2 separate regions of the Ovis aries genome follow, and region 2 is linked to region 1. The links are chromatin contacts, called in public Hi-C maps. All regions are on one chromosome and are shown on one strand. The core of a region is the stretch at or near the end of the contact, and the rest is flanking DNA. Distances in the headings are between cores, read along the strand shown. Region 1 holds the start of LOC114113945 (ATP synthase F(0) complex subunit C1, mitochondrial-like). Region 2 overlaps DYSF (dysferlin).

Region 1 (7,255 bases), core at 2,129-4,628:
CCAGACTACCTGGGACCTTGGGTGTGGAATTCCAGCTCTGCCACTTTGCAGCGGCGTGTGTGTCTTTGGGCAAGTTACTTAACCACTCTGTGCTCGGTTTCCCCACCTATGAAATGTTGATAATAATAGTACCTGTTTTGGAGGGATGATTCTGAAGGGTTTATGTGTTAATCCATATAAAACACTTTGAATAATGACTGGCACATAAATACACATTAACTATTTCACTATTATAATATATGATTATATATATATTTAGCTCAGACAGTAAAGAATCTGCCTAAAATGCAGGAGACCCAGGTTCTATTCCTGGATCGGGAAGATCCCCTAGAGAAGGAAGTGGCAACCCACTCCAGTATTCTTGCCTGGGAAATCCCATGGACAGAGGAGCCTGGTGGGCTATAGTCCATGGGGTCCCAAAGAGTTGGACACGACTGAGTGACTAACAACATTCTAATTATTATTATGGTTAACATGTATTGTACATATACCAAGAAATCATTGCACACATCCAAAAAGTCTTTCACTATCTTTTTGGCCTGGTCAGTCCTACCACCAGCTCTGTTGGTTCATTTACTGTCCAATCAGACTGGGCACACTGTGCTGAGTGGTGAGTGGCCTTCCCTTCAGCCCCAGGGGACTCTGGCCCTGTCTCCTCTGGGAGCCTTCCCCAGGGCAGTCCTTTCTGAGGCCAAGGCATTTGTCTGCTTGCCTAATGGCTGGCTCTGGCCATCAGGCTGGCTGGCCCTCCCCATCGGACTGGATCTTTCTTGGAACGAGCATCCCTCCTGTGACTCCCTGGGCCCACAAACCTTCTCAGTCTCCCTCTCCAGGCCCAAATCTCTCTCTTTCTTTTCTTCCTGCATACTGGTCTCTCCCCAGATTGGTTCATTAGGCTGAAATTATGCATCTCCTGTGAGCCAGGCAGGCTCTGGGCTGGAAGCCCTGGTGTTTGCTTTAATCATCCCAAGAGCTCTGTGAAGTAACATTCTCTTGATTTTACAGAAGTGGAAATAGACTCTCAAAGGTCAGACCTCATGCCTTGGGACACACGGCTAGAAAAGCGAGGGCTGCGATGGACGCCCAGGGCCATCTAGTTGTTCCTGCAATGGGCTATTCTTCCCAGGCAGTCAGCCATGTGATCATGGCCATAACCAGAATCATTGCCCGACACCCCTGGCAGACACCCCTGGCAGACATGTGTGGGTGCCCCTCTAATCCCAGCTGGTTGTATCGGGATATCCACGGGACACAATTTCTTCAATGAATGTGGAGGTGGGGCAGAAGGATGCACGAGACTGTTCATACTCCTGTGAGTCTTTGGACTTGGACACATGTGCCCTGAAGAATCCTGGAAGCTCACATGCAGTGTTCATTTCAAGGTTGGTGTTATTGGAAGCAGAGGGCAAGGTTTATTTGCTTCCTGGATACCCTATGTGAGGCCTTGGGGAAACACAAGCCCAGACATTAAGAGAACTGAGCTAGAGGAGACCAGTGGACCAAGAACAAGAAGGGGCTCTCCTTGAAGTAACTCCTCTTGACTGGCAGGTAGGAAGGACCCCAAATAGGGGACAGAAGAGGGTCATAAGCCCACATCCCCAGGGGAGCATGGCAGGTGGTATAACTAAGGCCAGAGGGAGGAGCATATGCTTATCTGGGTGAGTGGTGGTGTAGGGCGAGCTGAGACGCGCACTTCCAGCCAGAGGTGCCAGGTAATCAGCGTTAGGCAGAAAATTAGGGCTCCTGTGCCAGGTGTTCTGATTTTTCAAAGGATGCTATAATTCCAGATCTCATAATGTTTAAAGTACAATTTTGTCATAAAACATTGTGTTGATCAAAGACAACAGGTCTCTGTGCTGGGTGTGTCCGAGGAGACACCAGTGGCAGCATCTGATGGTGTTGTGTTTAATCCTGGAGACTTGGTCTGCGTCTCTTCAGGGAACAGGCAGCCAGCCTCCTCACTTGAGATGATCAGGCAGCACCTATCTGTGACTATACCATTGGGACGGCAGGGGTGAGCTTTAGTCCCCTCCCCTCTTACCTCTGTTAGCTCTGAAATGTCATTGTGGTTAACATGAAATATTAAGTAAAAACTGGGCTTGCTATGCAAACTCAGCTTCAAAACAGGTCCCCTTCAGGCAGGAGATAGGCCCCAGGCTGAACAGCTAGATTTTGTCTGCTGTGGACAGATACCCCAAAACAGCAGGAGGGAGGAGAAGCAAAGCATGACTAGATAAGAGATCAAAGACCACATATTCCTCATTCTTAACATCAAGGACACCTTCCCAGTTACACATGTGCAGAAAAGCTCCTTGGAGGTCAAAAAGGGAGGGGCCTCCACCCCATAGTAAGTGATGTCAACCTACCCATAGGCCTCTTGGCTAGAACCCATCTTGGCTTAAGAGATGCACACACACATGGGAGGACCCTGAGATAAACCAAGTACGGATCAGAACAAGGCAGAGCAAGATGACTGGCTACAGGAAACCCAGAAGAAATGCCCCATAAAAGCAATTTAAACTACCGTGAGGGTGCGGCTCTCTCAGCCTGCTTGTGTGTCTGTCCACATGTACTCTTTTCCCTCCTTGTAAACACTGTTTCCCTACTTTGTTTCTTTGTAGAAATTCATTTTCCACAAAGCCATATGGGCCAAGGTCGTTTCAGTGGCCAGTGGTCTAGCGGCCAGGACTCAGAGCTCTCATTAATTACTGTAGCCTGACTTCAGTCTCTGACTGAGAACCGAAACCCTGCTTCAAGCCACTGTAGGTCAAGAACACCTTTACCCACTTGCTCCCCAATGGGGACTCCTAAGCCGGCCCTGTCGCCTTTGCAGTGGGGCTGGAGTTGTCTAGGGTGCTGAGGAGCTGCCCTTACCTGGGCCCTTAGGTAGGATGCACATTTGGCCGTTGGTTAGCAAACCTTAACTGATGCGGGGGGCGGGGGGGGGCATGCATGATGGTCACTCTCATAATGGTTGCTGCGTAGGCAGCCCTGACTGGTAACGTTCTGACCCACTGGGCTGCCCAGGCCTCCGCATCCTTCTGTCCTGTTTCTCTGCTATACCTTGTGGTCCCTTTGACAACATGGTTGGTGTGGTGGACATTGTGCTTGGCTCTCCAGTGTCCTTTCCATACCATGATGAGGCTAAACCAGTGGTTCTCAAAGAGGATAGTACTGCTCCCAGCGGGTATTTTGGATATGATGATTTGGGATATGTTTCCACTGCAGCCTGGGCAGGACAGCATTAGCCTTCCTGTTCACTGAGGCTTCCCTGGTGGCTCAGAGGGTAAAGAATCTGCCTGCAATGCAGGGTAGAGAATCTGCCTGTGCTTAAAGCTAAAGCCGGGGTGTGAGTCAGTCATCTTCAGCTAGGCGAGTGCTGTGGTCTGAGCAGGGGCAGCCGGACAGTGGGAATAGACTGAGAAAAATGTGGACCACCGGAGTACTGCTCATTCTTCCCACTCTGCTGTGCTCTTGTACCAGGGGTCTGATCAGGCCTATGTCTGCCTCCTTCCTGAGGAGGCCAACGAGCCCATCTGAACAGCCTTCCTACAGCAGTGTCTCACTCCAGGTGGCCTGATAGAAATTCCAGACCAGTGTCGTCTCCTGGCACATTGATGCAGCGGCCAAGTGTGCTGGCACTGGGGCTGCCACAGTTGGTATGAGTGGTCCAGGGGCCGGCATTGGAACAGTGTTTGGCAGCGTGATCCTTGGCTATTCAAGGAACCCATCTCTGAAGCCGCAGCTCTTCTCCAGCGCCACTCTGGGCTTTGTCCTGTCTGAGGCTATGGGGCTTTTCTGTTTGATGGTCACCCTCCTCATCCTCTTCACCATGTGAGGCTCCATGGAGGTCACCTACCCGCCCCTGCTGCTTTGACTCCAGGCCATGCTCAGTGCTGCAGTGTGCTAACTTTTACCGTTAAACACAATGTTTCTCTTAAAAAAAAAAAAAAAGCAATGCAGAAGACCCAGTAAGATCCCTGGGTCAGGAAGATACATGGAGAAGGAAATAGCAACCCCAGTATTCTTGCCTAGAGAATTGCATGGACAGAGGAACCTGGCAGGGTTTGCAAAGAGTAACCCAGTCCATGGCTTTGCAAAGAGTAACCCAATCCATGGGCTTGCAAAGAGTGGAACACAGCTGAAAGAAGAACACTTTCCTATCGTATAGGTCGTCACTTGGATTCCTGGCCACATCTAGCTATGAGGGAATTCTGGGAAATGTAGTCTATCTATGTGGGTGACCATGTGTCCAGGTTGGAGTCCTTGGAACATTTCTGTGGAAGGAGGGGAGAACGACTTTGAGGGGGCAAGTGGAGATCTCAGCACACTGTCCACAAGAGCTACATTCCTGATGCAAGTCCCCTTGGGAGGAAGCCCCCTTGAGGTTTTGGCTCCAGGATGACATCTCCAAGGGATCAGTCAACCATCCAATCAGGGAGAAGTGAAGTTGGAAGTTGGGATGGGAAAAGAAGCCTCAGGAAGTGTCCAGGGCCCATGCCACCAGCTGCTGTTTTTCTGGTGTGCAGAGCAAGTGTGTGAAGACACTGTTCCTCGGACATAAGCCAAGTGTTTGTAAAAGTTCCACAGATTTCCTATGCTGCCTCTGACCCATTAGAGCAGGTCTGGGGGGCAGGGTGTAATGTGCTGGGGAAAACAGCAAAGGCAGGAATCACTGTGATGGTAAAAAATATCCCTAGTCATCATATCCAAAATTCCCCGTAGAGGGCAGTAGTATCCTCTTTGAGACCTGCCTGCCTAACCATATCCTAGGGTGGAAGGGACACAGCCAAGTACAATGTCCGCCACACGAACCCCAGGCTGGCCCTTGCTTGCACTGGGAACATCTGGCTGCCTGAGACAAACTTGGTCTCTTCCCCCAGCGACTGACTTCACCATCTAGCTAGACATCAAACCAGCAATTAAACAAATAGGTATTGCTTACAATTGGGATGAGAGCTAAGAAGGAAAAGTGCTGTTGTGCAGTGGTTTGCCAGAAGACCCAACCTAGATCAGGAGGTCAGAGGCTTCTCATGGAAGCAATGAGGCCTGAAGGATGAGTGGGGGTGGCCCTTTAAAAGAAGGGGGAAGGCAGGAGAGCTCTGAGTTTGGAGGGAGCTCATAATATTCCAGAAACTGAGAAGTCACTGGAGCTCAGAGAGTGAGGGGCTGAGTGGTCTTATCTTGTATGCAGGGGAAAGGGAGTTGGGCTTTATTCCAAGAGCACGGGAGGCCTTGGAGGGATTTTACAAAGAGTGTGTGTGTGACTGATTATATTTAAGATCACCTGGCTCCCATGTGGAGGCACATGGATGCTGTGGGCACATAGACAGTACCGAAGCCAGCAAGGACGATTTAGGCTGTAAGTGAAATCCTATCTCAAAATGACTTTAGTAATAAACAGTCTTAAAGTGATCTTCATTCCCAATACAAGTCCTCTGGGGAGGAAGCCCCATTAGTAACAGGCCCCAGTATGATCCAGAGACCCAGTGGACTCTGGGCACATAGAGTGGACAGCTCCAGACATCCTGGACACAGGCAGACTCCATTTTATTTTTCTCTGGTCTGCTGTCCTTGGTGTCTGCTACATCTTAGAGCTGGCTGACAATTGGATCTACACACTTCCTTATTCTCACAAAGTGGGAGAGGGAGCTGGGCTTGTCCAGTCACGAAGAACAAATTATCCCTCCAGGAGAACAACTTGGGACATATATACCCATCACTGAACCAATAGCTATTGCCAGGTGATGGGCTTAGTTAGGTCAGGATCTGGAGCTAAGGCTGGAAGTAGTACCCAAATGGTTGGGTTCTGTTGAGAGAGAGGAACTTTGGATGTTGGAGAGGAAGTAAATGGCCATTGCCTTATGAGAGTGAGTGGGGTCATTCAGGGAGAGTGGAAGAATCAGGAGGAAGAGGGCAGGAGCCAACCTGAGGAGGCATGGCCTTTAAGATTGGGGAGAGGACACCCTTAGACTTGTCATTGAGTGGGTGAGGGGGGTAGGATCTAGTGCCCAAGCTCCCAGCCGGGCTATGGAGTACAAATGATTCATTTATTAACAGCAGGAGAGCAAAAGGTTTGGGCACAGAAGCTGGTGGGGTTTAGGAGACTGGGAGCCTGGGGACGTTCTCTCCTTTGCATACAGCAAGCACCCTGAGAGTGAGGGTGGTGATGGGGTGCTGTAAATTTGGGGAGCGAAAAGTATGAAATCGTTGTCTAGGAGAGAGTGTGATTGAAGAGACTGCAGCCATGTAGGGTCACTGCTTATTGGCAGTCAGGATCCCCCTGAGTCTGGGGAGAGACATAGCAGGTGAGGCTGGCAGGGTGGCTGTGTTATTCTCCAACACCAGTTAGCGCTTAAGGGACGGGGTGGAGGAGGTGAAGTTGGATTTCACCAGGTGGCAGTCACTTGAAAATGCTGGAGCCTCAAAACAAGCTAGTGGAGGTGATGGAATTCCAGTTGAGCTGTTTCAAATCCTGAAAGATAATGCTGTGAAAGTGCTGCACTCAATATGCCAGCAAGTTTGGAAAACTCAGCAGTGGCCACAGGACTGGAAAAGGTCTGTTTTCATTCCAATTCCAAAGAAAGGCAATGCAAAAGAATGCTCAAACTACTGCACAATTGCACTCATCTCACATGCTAGTAAAGTAAGGCTCAAAATTCTCCAAGCCAGACTTCAGCAATACGTGAACCGTGAACTCCCTGATGTTCAAGCTGGTTTTAGAAAGGGCAGAGGAACCAGAGATCAAATTGCCAACATCTTCTGGATCATGGAAAAAGCAAGAGAGTTCCAGAAAACATCTATTTCTGCTTTATTGACTATGCCAAAGCCTTTGACTGTGTGGATCACAATAAACTGTGGAAAATTCTGAAAGAGATGGGAATACCACACTACCTGACCTGCCTCTTGAGAAATCTGTGTGCAGGTCAGGAAGCAACAGTTAGAACTGGACATGGAACAACAGACTGGTTCCAAATAGGAAAAGGAGTACGTCAAGGCTGTATATTGTCACCCTGCTTATTTAACTTCTATGCAGAGTACATCATGAGAAATGCTGGACTGGAAGAAGCACAAGCTGGAATCAAGATTGCCAGGAGAAATATCAATAACCTCAGATACGCAGATGACACCACCCTTATGGCAGAAAGTGAAGAGGAGCTAAAAAGCCTCTTGATGAAAGTGAAGGAGGAGAGTGAAAAAGTTGGCTTAAAGCTCAACATTCAGAAAAAGAAGATCATGGCATCTGGTCCCATCA
Region 2 (7,255 bases), core at 2,505-5,004, 45 kb after region 1:
CTGTTTTGTAAGCTAGCTTGTGCCAAGTGGTTACTGTCAGGCCTGGCCAGGGTAAGTTGGTTTCAGTCAGTGGTTCCCCCAACAAAACCAGTCTGAGTTCTAGAAAATGTGATTCCTAGCATCCTGAGTGGTTTTAGAACTCTGGAATGAGTATTAGCAAACACCTCTCTCTTCAGCTCTGTTGAAAGACACAACTGAACCAAGTAAATCTGAAGATCTAATTGGTTCTATTCAATAACTCATGAATCGACTGGGCTTCCCTGGTGGCTCAGATGGTAAAGAGTCCGCCTGCAATGCAGGAGACCTGGCTTTCATCCCTGGGTTGGGAAGATCCCCTGGAGAAGGGAATGGCTACCCACTCCAGTATTCTCGTGTGGAGAATTCCATGGACAGAGGAGCCTGGGAGGTCATGGGGTCACAAAGAGCCGGACAGGACTGAGGGTCCAATACTTTCACTTTCACAACGACTCATGAATTTAGAGCAACTGGAAAGGTGCTCCAAGGGGTTGTACAAAATGGAAAGTTTTATAGGCAGAAGGTGGGTGAGGCAAGAAGATATTAACAAAAGAAAATAAAGGGTTATTTTTAAGCCAGGACATCAACTTTTTGGAAGTTGAGAAGGGATCGGCAAGGGTTTATCATGCTGATTACCTCATCTTCCACTGGCTGGGGTAGGGGTGGGGTGGAGAGGGCCCACTTGACAGAGGTCCACTTTGGTGCTTGACCAGAATATTCCAGACTGGCCTATTAAGGTTACGTTTCTGGGAAAAGTTGAAACTGCAATTAGACCCATAATTAAATCTAGGTTTGGTACTATGGGCTTTAGCATGAGTGACACCATTTTGGGCTTGTGGTTTTCTTTTTTACAGCATCTTCTGTAAAGAAATGTTAGAAAAATTGGTCTTGGGTAAATATCAGGCTGGGCTTTCCCGGTGGCTCAGTGGTAAAGAATCCACCTGCAATGCAGGAGCCGCATGAGTTGTGGGTTTGATCCTTGAGTTGGGAGGATCCCCTGCGGGAGGGCATGGCAACCCACTCCAGTGTTCTTGCCTGGAGAATCCCATGGACAGAGGAGACTGGCGGGCTGCAGTCCATAGGTTCACAAAGGGTCAGACACAGCTGAAGCTGTTTAGCATGTACACGAGCATGTATGTGCCAGGGTTATTGCCTTGCTAACAAAGAAACTTGCAAGCAGCTAAGAGTCTGCTGGTTCCAAGAGGGATGGAGATAAAGGAATTTCATTGCCAAGAAACTTACACAGCTAGTTTTTAAGTTTATTTTTATCACGACGAAACAGACATAACAAAACTTACCACTTAACCGCTTTGATGTCCAGTGGTGGTAAGCGCATTCACAATTTGTGCAGCCATCGCCATTATCCATCTCCAGACCTTTTCATCTTCCTCAGACTGAAACTCTGTACCCCCTAAATAGTGACTGCCTCTTCCCTCATCCCCCGCCCCACATAACAGCTGGTCTGCTTTCTGTCCCTATGAATTGAACCCCTCTAGGTCACCATACAATATTTGTCTTTTTGTGTCTGTCTTAGTTCACTTGGCACACTATCTCCAAGGTTCATCCATGTTGTAGCAAGGGTCAGAATTTTCCTCCTCCTTAAGACTCAGTAATATTCCATTGTGTGGCTTTACCACATTTGATTCATCTATGCATCTGTTGTTACACACTTGGGTTGCTTCCACCTTGTGGCAATTGTGAATACCGCTGTTATGAACTTGGGTGTACAAGTATCTCTTTGAGTGCCTGATTTAAATTCTTTCGGGTGTTTACTCAGGCGCGGAATTGCTACATCATATGGTAATTCTATGTTTTAATTTTTTGAGGTGTTTTCCATAGTTGCTGCATTGTTTTCGATTCCAACCGATGTTTCAATTTCTCACCACAAGGGTTTCAGTTTCTCAACATCCTTGCCAACATTTGTTGTTTTCTATTTCTTTTTTTTTTTTTTTAACTCTTTATTTTCTATTGAACTGCAGCCGATTAACAATGTTGTGGTGGTTTCAGGTGGACAGCAAAGGGACTCAGCCAAACAGGCACCTGTCTCCCTTCTCTGTTTCTTGATAGTAGTGGTGAATGTGAAGTGCTGCGTCATTGTGAACAGCCAGTTTGAACAATTAGTTAATTAGGTCAAGATGGAAGTTTTATTTCATGAGTCATAAAAATTCATCTTCAAATCAGTTGTTGTAGACACCAGAAAAATGGAGGTCCCAGATAACAGGTGTGCTACTTACCCATCAGGAAAAAAATTGTGAAGCAAATGATGAAAGTACATCTGTGACTGGTCGCTCACGTCCTGACAGTAAGGTGCAGGAATCATGGCCAAGTTCGGTGCAGACACGGCCGCAGTTCTGACTGACGGAGGCCACTTGCTGCTCTGATTTCCTTACTGCTGCAGAACACCCTTTGCTCACTTTTTGGCTTAGAGACACAACCTTTTCCCTTGGCCCCCTTTGAAGGGTCCCTTCACTGGTCATCAAAGGACGACCTTCTCTTTCCTAAGAGACCCTCCATTTATGGGCCCTCTCCCCTTGGCCTCGCAAGTGTGGGTGATAGTCCTTGGCCTCTTTGGGAGTGGGGCCGACTTCCCTCTCTCCCTGTCCGTGGAGATAAGGAGGGTCTGTGTGTTTGCCCTTCACCCTCCTTAGTGGCCCAGCTCAGGGACACTAGGTGGAAGGTCTGTGTAGTGGCAGGTCAGGAGAGCTGCGGAGGGAGGGGCTGCTCTGGTGGACTGTTTAGGTCTGGTGGGTAGGGCAGCCCAGGCACGTGGGGTGGTGAGGTTGGGCCTCTAGGGAGGGGCAGAAGGGGTCAAAGTTGACCTTGGGGGAAAGGAAAGCATCTCTTATTCTTCTGGTGCCCAGAGAGGGGCCTGGCCTTCCAGGCCTGGTGATGGGGTAACCGCGGCAGACTGCCAGGGAAGTCCTGAGGGCTTCTAGGTGTTCTAGGCAGATCAGCCTGTCCATGGGTTGTCTGAGAGGTGGCAGTGGTGAAGGGTGTTTGGGAGAAGAACTGGGGTGCATTTGGCTGCTTTTTGACTTTCTACTCTTCTCTCTTCTCAGGTTCCTGGGGGAAGCCAACATCCCCCTCCGGGAAGTCCTTGCCACCCCCAGCCTGTCTGCCAGCTTCAATGCCCCCCTGCTGGACACCAAGAAGCAGCCCACAGGGGTAAGTGTCCACTGGCCTCTGTATTCAGCTGGTTTCTGTCAGAGGCCTTGCTCTCTGACCCCAGTCATGTGTCAAGGTCCAGCCCCCAGCACCCAGGCCTAGCTCACCCTGATTGAAGCTCTGGGTGCCCAGGAGGGGCCCAAGGGTGGCTAGGATAGGAGGGGCAGAAGAGGGAGCTGGGCCCCACCAGCAGGGCTCCAGCCAGCCTTGCCTCATACCAGTCTGCCCCGGGTCACCTCCTGGGGTTGGTGTTTCACTGGAAACCTGGTGCCTTCCGAAGCTTCCTGGCGGCCTTGCTTACAGCGCCCCAATCTTCCTGGTAGCCCTTCCTTACCGTCCAGGCCCTTCTCCGGGTCTGGAATAGCTGAGTCATCTGGGTCACAGATCACAGTGGGAGGGAGGTAGACATCCCCCTCCCCTGCCCGCCGGGACCTGTCCGACCCCCTTCCTGTCCTCCACTGCTCTTCCTGTTCCTCCCCTAGCCTTTCAAGTGTTCTCCTAGCCCTCCCAGACAATTCCCAGCCCTCGTCCCCAGCCTTCCGATATTTTTAGTGAGCTAAATATACCCTGCGGGGTCCTTTCTTCGTGGTCAGTAGAATTCCTGACCTTTCCTCTGGGTCAGCCCCACCTCCCAGGATGCACTGGGGAGTCAATCGATTTGGAAATACTTCCTCTCAGTGGGGTCCTGGGGAGTCTCTCAGAGTGTGGCCACCTTGCCGGGTGGAGTGTGTGTGTGTGTGTGTGTGAGGCTGGGGGCTCTTGGCTGGCTTGGTGAGTCAGGAAGTGGCTGGTCTGGGCAGAGCTCTAGAGAGTGGAGCACTGCTTGGAACTGGGAGCTGGAGGAAGAGAGTGAGTGACTGAAGTCACGTGGTGAATCGGCGTCCAGATGGGGACATGAATCAGGGGGTGTGTCTCCCGACTCTCAGCGGTTGAAGGGACTTGAGTGGACTCTGGGGTCACTGCCCTTCTGATGCTGGAGTTTTCCCCAACCGTGTCTCAGGCTCCTCAAGGCTGGGATTCTTCTCTGATGGGGAAATGTCTCTTAGAGAATCCATCCCTTTCTCAACAGTGCTCACTGGTAGAACATTCTGGTCCGTGCAGGGTGTATCGCCTGCTGAATCCCTTTTGTCCTCCCTCAGAGCTCTTCAGGAAGAGCTCTAGGGCTTCTGAGACTTCTGAGCTGCCCCTTCCAGGGGTCCTGAAGATGGCCAGGGCAGGCTCCGGAGACGCAGAGCACTGATGGAGGAGTCAAGGAGGGCATCGAGGCAGCAGGGGACACAGGTGCTTGGAGTCAGGGGATCTGCCTGGTGCTTTTCCCCTGCTCTCAGGGATGGGGGTTGCCCACTTTGCCATGTGTCAGGCCCCCAATGCCTCCAACCAGAGTCTTTCGCTTCCTGACTGAGCTGCTCAAACCTCTCTTCTCTCACACCCTCTATGCATCTGTGACATTGGTGTTTCCTGCCAGCCTGCCTGCCCCTGCTCCCCTCCAAGCTCCAAGGCCCCCCAGCCCCTGAGACACCGACCATGAGGCTGAGCCTGGCTGTGACTCCCCGGCTGCCTCACCTCTCCTCCTCTCGCTGTGGTCTGGCACTCTGTCTGCACTTCCTAAGCAGCAGCAAGGAGCTGACTGCCTTCTCTTCCCTGGGCTGGGACTCCTGGCTGTCTGCGGAGCTTGCCACTCTGTCCCAGACCATGTCTCCAAGAAGGGGTGTGAGAGCCAGAAGGTGACGGGTGGGAGTGGAACACAGGGTCCAGGAGGTGGGGTAAATTAGGTTCCTGGACCCACCTCCAATGTGTGGGTGTGTGGAGGCTTCTCCATGCTGGTGCAATGCCCAGGGACCAGCTGGGTAGCAATGATTCAACTCAGTTCTGATGCCATCTACCTGGCTATAGCAGCAGATCCCGTGGGTTAAGGGCTCAGGCCTGCCCCCGCCGCCTTTCAGATACTAGTGGGCAAGTCCAGGCTGTTATCTGTGCTTCTAACCAACTGGCTATAGATCAGAGGTTCCCAGGACCTCCTCCTCAGGTTCAGGGACTTTGCCAGAGTGGCTTACAGAACTCAGGGAAACATTTTACTTGCTAGATTATGGGTTTATTATAAAAGGATATATCTAAGGAATAGCCAGACAGAAGAGACACCCAGGGCAAGGTCTGGGGAAGAGCACAAAGCTTCATGCTCTCTCCAGGAGCACCATGCTCCCCAGTGTCCACCCAGAAGCTCCCTGAATCACATCCTTTCGGGGTTTCATCGCATAGGCATGATTGATTAAATCACTGGCCATCAGTGATTGATTCAACCTCCAGCCCCTCTCTCATCCTTGGAGGTTAGGGGCAGGACTGAAGTTACAACCCTCCAGTCACAGGTTTGGTCCTCCTGGCAATCAGCTCCATCCTCAGATGAGGTCCAGAAGTCACCGTATTAACATAACAAGAGATAACTGTTGTTACTTTCAACAGTTAGGAAATTCCAAGAGTTTGGGGAACTGTAAGCCAGGCAGTGTGGACAAAGACCAACTATATATGAAAAATATACTTTGGTCGTCTCAATGACCCAATATGTGTCTTATAAATCACAGTATAAACTGGGACCTCCTTCCCTTCAGCCCAGGAGGTGGCTCTGGCCTGTGGAGAAGGTCTGGGACCAACCTCTAGCCCCTGTGATAGAGCTGAGTTCCACGGCAGCCCCAGGCAGGTCCCGACACCCCCTGAACTGGGACTCCCCACCCTGGGCCACAGAGCAGGGAATGTGGTCAGAGGGACGGAGAGCCCCGTCAGCAGCTGTGGATTCTCACTGGTCATTTTCTGAGGTCGATTTCTGGGCTGAGTCTGGCAGGCAGAGCTTGCCAGACATCCCCAGTTAGCTGTGGCTCAGATGATCTCAGAGGGCCAGAGGAAGCTGCTGATGGTGTGAGGGGAGATTGTGATGCTGACTGTGGGATCTTTAGGAAACCAGCAGGACTGAGGAAGAGGAGGAGGGGCCTGCAGTGGGCTGGCCTGTGGGCTCCACCTGCCTGTCATTCTCACCCAAGTCCCTTCAGATGTGGCACACTGGGCTGCGTGCCATGAGAAGATGCCAACTTTATTCAGACGCCTCTAGCCAGAAGTGGAGAACACGGCCCTTATCTTGGGGGAGTCTCCAGGCCCACGAGGGCACTGGACACACATGAAGGAAAGCAACAAATGTGTTTTGAGAGCAGCTTACTGATGAGGGTGTGCCGGGGTCCAGCCCCGGTGGATCCAGGATGATTCGAAGGTGGGGACGGAGTCGGCGTCTTTGGAAAAATACATATTTAATCACAGATAGAGAGAGATTAGAAATGGATAGTGTAGTAGGAAGATTAGTGGAGAAAAGGAGGCTGAATAACTTGGACTACTTGGAATAGCATCCATGCTCCAGATGGGAATTCAGCCAGAAAAACGGGAGCAAGAAAGAAGCGACATGGGGGAATCAGTCTTTCCGGAAACTGATCCCATTTCTTTATTTTTGGGTTTGCTTATATACCTTTTGTTACACATAGGGATGAATACAGAGTCACGTGGGGGTCAGCAGTCCTGACCTTTATCAAAATCAGGTGCTTCACATAAATGTATTAAAAAAAGGTCTTAGGGATATTACATCATCTTCTGGCCATGAGTGAGACCTGCTGACATTTTATGATCCTTTCTTTCTGATAACCAAAAAACTTATTTTTTCCATGGGTGTTTTTTCTTAAACCAGGCACCACCCTCCAAATAAAGTTGCATTCCTATAAGGTGAGGGTGTAGTGAGTTACAATCAAGAAAGGAATTTATTCAACCCAAGGTTAACATGATTAGTCTTAAAGGTTAATACTTATTTCTTCTATATGCTTAAAGGTTAATACTTATTTCTTCCTATATGCTAGTTATATTCATTATAAGGGTAGGGAACATGGAGATTTAGCAGCAAACATCAACCCAACAAATGAAAATCCTTTCACCAATGCTCCCCTTTAGTCTTAAGATATGATAAAGTTACATTTTTACATAGCAAGGACACAGTGATTTATAACAAAGTACAGTGATCTATTACAAAAGAGAAAATCCATTAACTCAA

The links. Hi-C and Micro-C count contacts between places; a contact is called where the count stands out from the background.
Region 2: a contact with region 1 is called in a Hi-C map of liver, with 1.7 times the contacts expected there. The contact joins the enhancer-like site here to the promoter of LOC114113945 in region 1. A contact is called at or near these places in 8 of 16 Hi-C or Micro-C datasets (hypothalamus, liver, mesenteric adipose tissue and 5 more).

What each region holds. Positions count from the first base shown.
Region 1 is chr3:93,348,385-93,355,639 of ARS-UI_Ramb_v3.0, forward strand. LOC114113945 (ATP synthase F(0) complex subunit C1, mitochondrial-like) reads left to right here and starts at 3,379. Exons shown (of 1, transcript XM_042246336.2): 1 at 3,379-3,838. The coding sequence starts at 3,428. The coding sequence ends at 3,838. All of the region lies in intron 1 of DYSF (dysferlin), which reads left to right.
Region 2 is chr3:93,392,612-93,399,866 of ARS-UI_Ramb_v3.0, forward strand. DYSF (dysferlin) reads left to right here. Exons shown (of 57, transcript XM_060412345.1): 4 at 3,075-3,180. Among named protein-coding and RNA genes, the nearest start is that of DYSF, 52 kb to the left of the region's middle. Within about 2 kb of position 3,755, at least 6 of the 54 cell types and tissues checked have an H3K27ac peak or open chromatin away from gene starts, as enhancers often do. A contact at or near this core is called in liver, where this site is marked.